Linked DNA regions of Mus musculus: region 2 is linked to region 1. Evidence: chromatin contacts called from public Hi-C data. All regions are on one chromosome and are shown on one strand. Each heading gives the region's core, a stretch centred on a gene start, on an enhancer-like site or on the middle of the called end of the contact. The rest is flanking DNA. Distances are from core to core; before and after follow the strand shown.

Region 1 (3,533 bases), core at 383-2,882:
TCTTAATAATTACATGCCACCAGCAACCAAAAAAATTACAACTCTGATTTTTAGCAGCATAATAACTGTTTATACTGTAAAGGATGGCTCTTTCTGAATACATAATTAGAAATATTAACCTACTTATCCAACAACTTCTGCAGTGTTTCTCTGCACTAGTGTGGTATACACAGATTTGAAATGAGTATCTTGGTGAAGCAAATCAGAAAATGAATTCGATATTAAAGTGTAGCTTGACCTATCAGCTCATACGAAAACTGTAGGTGAAATTCAAAACAGCAGTGTAATCATTTTCTAGAGTGTTTTTTTCTTAAGTATAATTCTCAAACTTTTATCTATTAATGCAGGACAGCTGAATACAAGCAATGTTAGCTTCCATCAAGAAAGGCATATTGTTCATTTTGTGACCCATGCACAACAGAAACATTAAAGGAAAACCAGTGTGATCCACGTAACTTTTCCAGAAAGAGGCAAAGGGAGGGGGAGGACTCAGGAAATTAGTGTTGCTTCTCAGAAAAGTCCTGACCTTAGTCACAAGCCTTAACCTAATGAATCGAAGAGAAAGAAACTAAGACTATCTTCCCCCCACCCAACCCCCGCCGCCACCCCGCACGTGTGTCGGTCTCTGTCTCTGTCTATCTCTCTTTCACTCCCCCCCCCCGGGGGGGGGGGAGAGGGAATGGGACAGAGTGGGAGTCCTGGAGAGGCAGAAAGAGACTCAAATAAATGTAAAACAAGACGGTGAGGTTTGCTGGGCGTCTACCTCTACCAACACAAGATGCACCAACTGAAGAAGCAACCCTTCATCATTTAACACATTACGCACTTAAGATACACAGCAATGACCTGCTTTATGCAGAATTGCCATCTTCCCCTGAATGTCCTAAGAACCTACATAGGACAGAAGACCCTAAATTCCTAAATGCATCCATCAAATTTCACTTTCAACCTTTCTTGGGAACCTCTTGGGAAAGGGGAAACGACTTACTCGGAAACAAAGCCTCCTCCTCAAAACAGGACTACGTTAAAGTTAAAAAGGAAAAATAAAAGCCTCAAATGGCAAAAACCAGCATTTAAGCTGGTGGACACACTCAAGCATGGAATGGTTTCTGTGGGTCAGAACTTTCTTTTCCAGAGTAGGCTGCACCCTGAGACTTGAGCTCGCCCGCTCAGAGGAAGGGATGACATGGTCCACCTCCAAAATAAGTTCGAGCATTAGGAAAACAGAGAGGCAAGAGAACTTCCATTGTGTCAAGGAAGCCTCGGCGGGAGATGGCCCAGGAGGCCCGCGGCCGGTCTCGCCACACAGGGCCGCCGGGCGCTCAGAAGCCAGCCGGTTCCCGGCGGGTCTTCCCCGCTCGCCGGCCGAGTCTCGGCCGCAGAGCCCCGGGCCCTCGCCATCCCTCCGGCGGTGCTCCGCGACCCACGCTGGCCTTCCTCCCACTGCGCGCCCTGCCTGCCCATGCCTCGCCGCCTCCCTTACCTTCGCCTCCCGCCCCGGCCCCGCGGGCCTCCCGCCTCCCCGGCCTCCGCCTCACCACTCTCGGCCGGGAAGCCGAGGCCAAGCACAGCGCCGGCTTTCTCAGGCAGCCGGCGGTCGCGCCGAGAAGCCCAGAGGCTTACGCGGTAACTGCGGCTTCTCGCTTCCGCCTACCACCTCAAGGCTCCGCCCAGTACCCCTTCTAACCAATCATCAACCGGCTCCAAGGGCCGGCTCCGCCTACTTTTCTCCGCCCTCTAGACCTTCCGATCAGATGTTCAGGCTGAAAGAATCCAACCCAGAGAGTATCGTTCTAGACCCCCCCCCCCCTCCCCCCAGAGGACTTAACGCTGCCTCAGCCATCCTGAAGGAAGCGGGGAGGACGGTGCATGTGAGCATCACGCGCGCCAGGCATTAGACGCCAGCCAGTCGCTGTTACCGTATGTGTTCAACAACGTGAGCACATATAATTTAGGACCGCTCTCAGAGCTCTCTTGGACCGACTTCTACCTGTGTAGTCCAGAGTGAAGAGGTAGTTAATTAGCTTTCAGGATCCTTTCAGGACTCCGCTAACACCAACTATGTGTCTTTGAACAAATCGCTTGTTTCTCTAGGCCTCACACCTCTGGTGGGTAAAGGAGGGTTAATTATAGCTGCGTTTACTCCCTGTTGTTTTACTGTTGTTGTTTTTGTTGTTAATGTTTTTGGTGGTCTTGTTTGAGGATTAGGTAGAACTGTGCATGAAAGGCAGTTGGCACAGAATCTGACTCAAGTGAGGTTGAATATAGCTTTTTTTAATTCGGGTTTTGTGTTGCAGATAAGAGTTATCAAGCCCTGACTTGCTCAGCTTAGTATTAACATGACCCGTTATTTTTGTCCTGCTAACAGGGCTGTGCCGTTAAAAGTAGAAAACAAGCTAAAACCCGCTTACTGAAAGCGTAGGGCTTTGCAGGGGAGCATTGAAAGGAATCTGAAGGTTGGTGATATTCTGAGAATTCTTTTCTTCTAAAACTTTGGCATTTCCCACCCAGCTTTGGTTTTTTGTTTGTTTGATTTGTTTCAACGTTGGAAATTACCATCAAAACCTGAAGCTAGGGGACGCTGCAACTCCTGGTCACCATCCTTAACTGGCTCTTGGATCTTGTCCTCAGCGTCCTCTGACCGCATTGGTCTTCATTACTACTGTGCCTCTCTCCACTCTCCACTCTAACTGTCATCTATACAAATCAAAACACCGGGCTACCTTGGGTACTATCTATCCTTAACCTAACCACCTCCACCACCAACCACGTCCCTCACACATATCCCTGGGGGCTTGCAATGTCTCTTCAAACAAACCTTTCCCAATAACTCCTTCCTTGGCCCATAAACATACACAAGCATCTTCCCTAAGAAGAAGAAAAAAAAATCTTTTCTTAAATTAGCCCAACAGACCCTAATATTCCATAAACGTACAATAAATTATAAAATAGACCAAGAGAACACAATAGATAATCCAGCAGAGAGGATAGCAAGATACAGAAGAAACTCTATGTACAGAAACACCCGATCAACTAACACTTTTTAAAAGATATAGTGGGCTGAGCGGGTGCCAGAGGAGCATAGGGGGACGGCCAGGGGGTCAGATTCCTCTGAAACTGGAGATATAGGAGGTCGTGAGCCCCCAAATGTGGGTGCTAGGAATCAAACTTGGGTCCTCTGCAAAAGCAGTATATGCCCTTAACATTGAGCCATCTCTCCAGCTCCTCAGCTAACATTTTATGAGTCATTAATTGGACAAGTCCTCGTTCTCTGCGCCAGTCACTGGCCACATAGGTACCGTGCTAAAGGTAAAGCTGTGGCCATAACACAGTCCATGTTCCCCAGAAGTTTGCACTTCCGTGCCTACATTAGCATGAAGTTTAATTTCTGTGGGAAAATTGACTTCTCTTTTAGGAAAAGAAATTAGTTTGGGTTCTTACCTCATCCTAGACATCAAAAATTAATCCCAGGTGTATTTTATCTGTAGAGACATTTTGTGCGTACCTGTAACTATTCTTTCCCAGAACTTCCA
Region 2 (3,533 bases), core at 627-3,126, 4.5 Mb before region 1:
AGTGGCGCTCGCTCCGTGTCTCCCAGGGCACTCGCAAGGGTCCCTCTGTCCGGCTCAGTGTCCCAGATCCTCCGGGTGCCGGGAGCCGGGAATCCGGGGAGGTACCGGGCCAGAGAGAGAACTTCCCGCGGCCGACATGAGCCGGGGGAGCCCGAGATCGTCCCTCCCGCGCGGCCAGCGGAGAACGTGAGCAGCGGGGCGCGGGGAGAGGGGCGGAGCCGGCGCGGGGGGCGCGCGGGGCGCGGAGGAGGCGCGGAGGAGGCGCGGAGCCGCGCGGCACTTGTCCTGTAATCGATTGCCGAGCGCGCCGAACGAGCGGCCGAGCGCGCAGACACGCGCCCCCGCCCCTCCCGCCCGCGCGCTCGCCCGCTCGCTCGCTCGCTCACCCGCCCGCCCGCTCCCGGCTCTCACGGACCCGGGCGCTCGCTGACGACCCCCCCCCCAACCCCCTCCGCGCGCGCGCGGCCGCCACCGCCGCCGCCGCTGCCCGCCCTCCGCCCGCGGGCGTCTGCGCGAGCCCGGCCGGCGGGGGAGATGTGCTCGGGCTCCGCCGGATCGGTTTCTCGGGGTTTGACCAGCTGTCCCGGGCTAACCCTGCTCCTCGCTGAAGATGGAGGAAGTAAAAACAGGATTACCCTTAGCTACAGATCCACTGCCTTAGTTTCCACCACCAACTGCAGTGCACAAACACACGTTAGGCACAGGAAAGAAAGAAAGAGAGAGAGGGAGAGGACACACTAACAGTAAACACAAACAAAAGGGTGATGGGATTATTTTACTGCATGCACTGCTGAGGTAAATCTCCGCTTGGCTTTTTGCGTGGGGAAGAACAGCTCTTGTTTTATTTGTCTTCTGATTCATAGATTATCTATCAATTTGTGTATGGTTTGCAAAGGGGTTGGGGAGGGGGAGTGTTTTCAAAGTTAAGTGTAATGATATGGAATCTTGTTTAACAGTGTGGTGTGATCGAATGACTTGTTGCTGTTAACCAGGGATAATAATAATATAGACGCTTTTCTTTGGGGAGGGATGGGTTGTGGCTCTGATTAGGGAAATGATCTCTGTTAAGGACGCTCAGGGAATTTCGTTGAAGATGATGTCCTTTGCCTTAATGTATCGTCCCCTCCTTGTAATCTGCTTCTGGGATGTTAATGGACTAATCAGTTCTCATCTTTATAGCTGTCATGGATTTGGACTTGTTTTTGCTTTGTTTTAACTTGAATTCCAAGAAGAAAGATTGGATAACCTGGCATAGATTGCAGCTGTCTGGATAGAGGCTATTATACTGTTGAGATTGAAAACAAAACAAAACAAAAATAATAATAAAAATCTGGTGTGACACATGTATAACAGCAACAGTTAAATCGCTTTGACAGGTTCTGGTATGGACGAAGGAGATGGAATGAAGATTTAATTTCTTTTTCTTTTTCTTTTTTTCCTATTTTGCCAGAGGCCACAAAACAGTCCTGTGAAGTTGGCCTAGGTTCCTTGCTGGGTTCTGCCTGACTGTCCCTCCCCTCGTACCCCCCCTCCCCTTTTTCTTTCAGTTTTCTTGTCTTAGCTTTTGGTCGATTCTTAAGGAACCGGTGGATCAAGTTTTTTCTCTTCTCGTTAATCGCATTGCTGTAGCACTGACCTCTCTCTCTTTCTCTCCCTCCCTCCCTGTCTTTTTTTTTTTTTTTTTTTTTTTCCTCTTTCCTGAAAGTACGTGGTGCCATTCCTGAGTGACTTTTCCTACTAGACCATCCCAAAGGGACGAGGGGGCGGGGGCGGGGGAGGAGGAGGACGAGGAGGAGGAGAAGGAGGAGGAGGAGGAGGAGGTTGGGGGGGAGTGTTCCTTCTCTCTCATTTCTTGGTTTTGTTTATCAGCCGATCTGTTTGCTGGATTCGGTCTTGGAATGACCCACCTGTAAAGTGCTTTCCCTCCTCCTCGGCTTCAACTCTGCAGGGGGCTTTGCCTGGAGGGGGCAGGGAGGGAAGGGGGGGGGGACACAAAAAACTTCTTTCTTTCTTTCTTTCTTTCTCCGTTTCTCTTCAGCCCGACATTGTCACCTCCTCCTTGAGGGGTTAGAAGAAGCTGGGAGCTCCCGACAGAGCTGGAAATGGTGATGACTGTTTTTTAATCAGAGGACAATTTCTTTTGTATGTACATTTTGTTTCTCTTTCTCCTTTTTCTTCCTTTTTCTTCCTTTTCCTTCACTGAGGGTTTAATAACCCTTTCACTGTTGGCGCAGACTTCTTTTGCTTCTAACTGACGCTTCTTTTTAGTATGTGTGTTAAATGTGTACATTTTTAAAGAGATAGACTCATTTGTAAGCTCTCGGTAGAAACTGCTCCCCTTTAAAACTTTCCGGGTCCCTTTCTTTCAAACCTTACGTAACCTAATTGAAAGAATTTGATAAGAGTAGAGCAGGTCGGAATTTAACTGCTATGTAGTGACTGGGAATTTGATCTGATTATTCCATAAAGAAAGAAAGAAAAGTTTTTGGGGGGCGGGAGGGGGGTAGGGAGGCTGGTGGTGAAGGGGAGGGGAGGGAGAAGGGAAGTGGTTTTGGAGACAAGAAGTGAAGCTGCCTGTTTTCCAGTAAGTAATGGAGAAATTCCAGGAGCTAGGGCTAAATATACTTGGCGATCAATACAGAAATGGCTCATTGTGAATAATTTAGCTGCTGGTGCTTTGAGAGTTTTGAAACTAAAGGCAAAAAGGACCTGGGCCAAAGGGGGGAAAAATAAGTAAAAATCTTTTTCAGGACTTGTCAATTCTGTAACTTTTTCCCTCAAAGAATACAGTTAGATTATCGATCTTCTTATGATGTGAATCAAAGCTAGGGGGTGTTGTCTCATGCAATTTACTTTTGTTTCTGGGGATACAAAAGTATTTGTGTTATTGATGCATGAAAATCATTCCTCACACTTGGGGAGAGGAAAATCCTCCCCTCCCCTCGTGCACAGCCAAAAGTTTCTGACTTGTTGGAACTCCGAATGTCTCAAGTAGGCTTGGCATTGTCTCCGGCCATAGTCTGGCAGGAAATTAGGGTACGTGGAACAGGTGCTCACACAGGATTTGGGGTGGGCTAAAACGTCAGTACAAGCCAGAGTTGGCCAACTGCCGCAAAAGTCTTTGGGATACAGTCTAGTACTAAGTAGTTTTGTTTTGTTTTGTTTTCTTATGTTTTGTTTGTTCTCTGTGCCCCCCCCCCCCCCCCATTAGAACATGATGAACCAACTTGCAACAATTGTGAATAGAGCTGTCTGTATACTAGGGAAGTACTCAAACTGCAGGGCGATTGTGGGAAGTAGTGAGTGGTAAAATACTTAGATAGCAGTTACAGTTGGCAAATTGGAGATTACCCTCTCCTATTTTTTCCCCCAATAAACCGGGTAAATTTTGACGAGAGAGAGTCGTTCTTCTCTTGCTACAGCCCATCTCACAGGACACTTAGCGTCCCTATGTCCCTATCCTATCTCCAGCAGGAATCAGATCATTTGCAGAGAGTTCAATGACTTGCAAATGAGCACGCACAGTACACTGT

What was found. Hi-C and Micro-C count contacts between places; a contact is called where the count stands out from the background.
Region 2: a contact with region 1 is called in a Hi-C map of uterus, with 16 times the contacts expected there. The contact joins the promoter of Ikzf2 here to the promoter of Pikfyve in region 1. A contact is called at or near these places in 7 of 484 Hi-C or Micro-C datasets (CD4 T cells, CD8 T cells, muscle stem cells and 2 more).

Annotation. Positions count from the first base shown.
Region 1 is chr1:65,184,784-65,188,316 of GRCm38.p6, reverse strand. Pikfyve (phosphoinositide kinase, FYVE type zinc finger containing) reads right to left here and starts at 1,632. Exons shown (of 42, transcript NM_001310624.1): 1 at 1,484-1,632. It also overlaps a transcript of Idh1 not described here.
Region 2 is chr1:69,684,303-69,687,835 of GRCm38.p6, reverse strand. Ikzf2 (IKAROS family zinc finger 2) reads left to right here and starts at 1,876. Exons shown (of 8, transcript NM_011770.4): 1 at 1,876-2,142.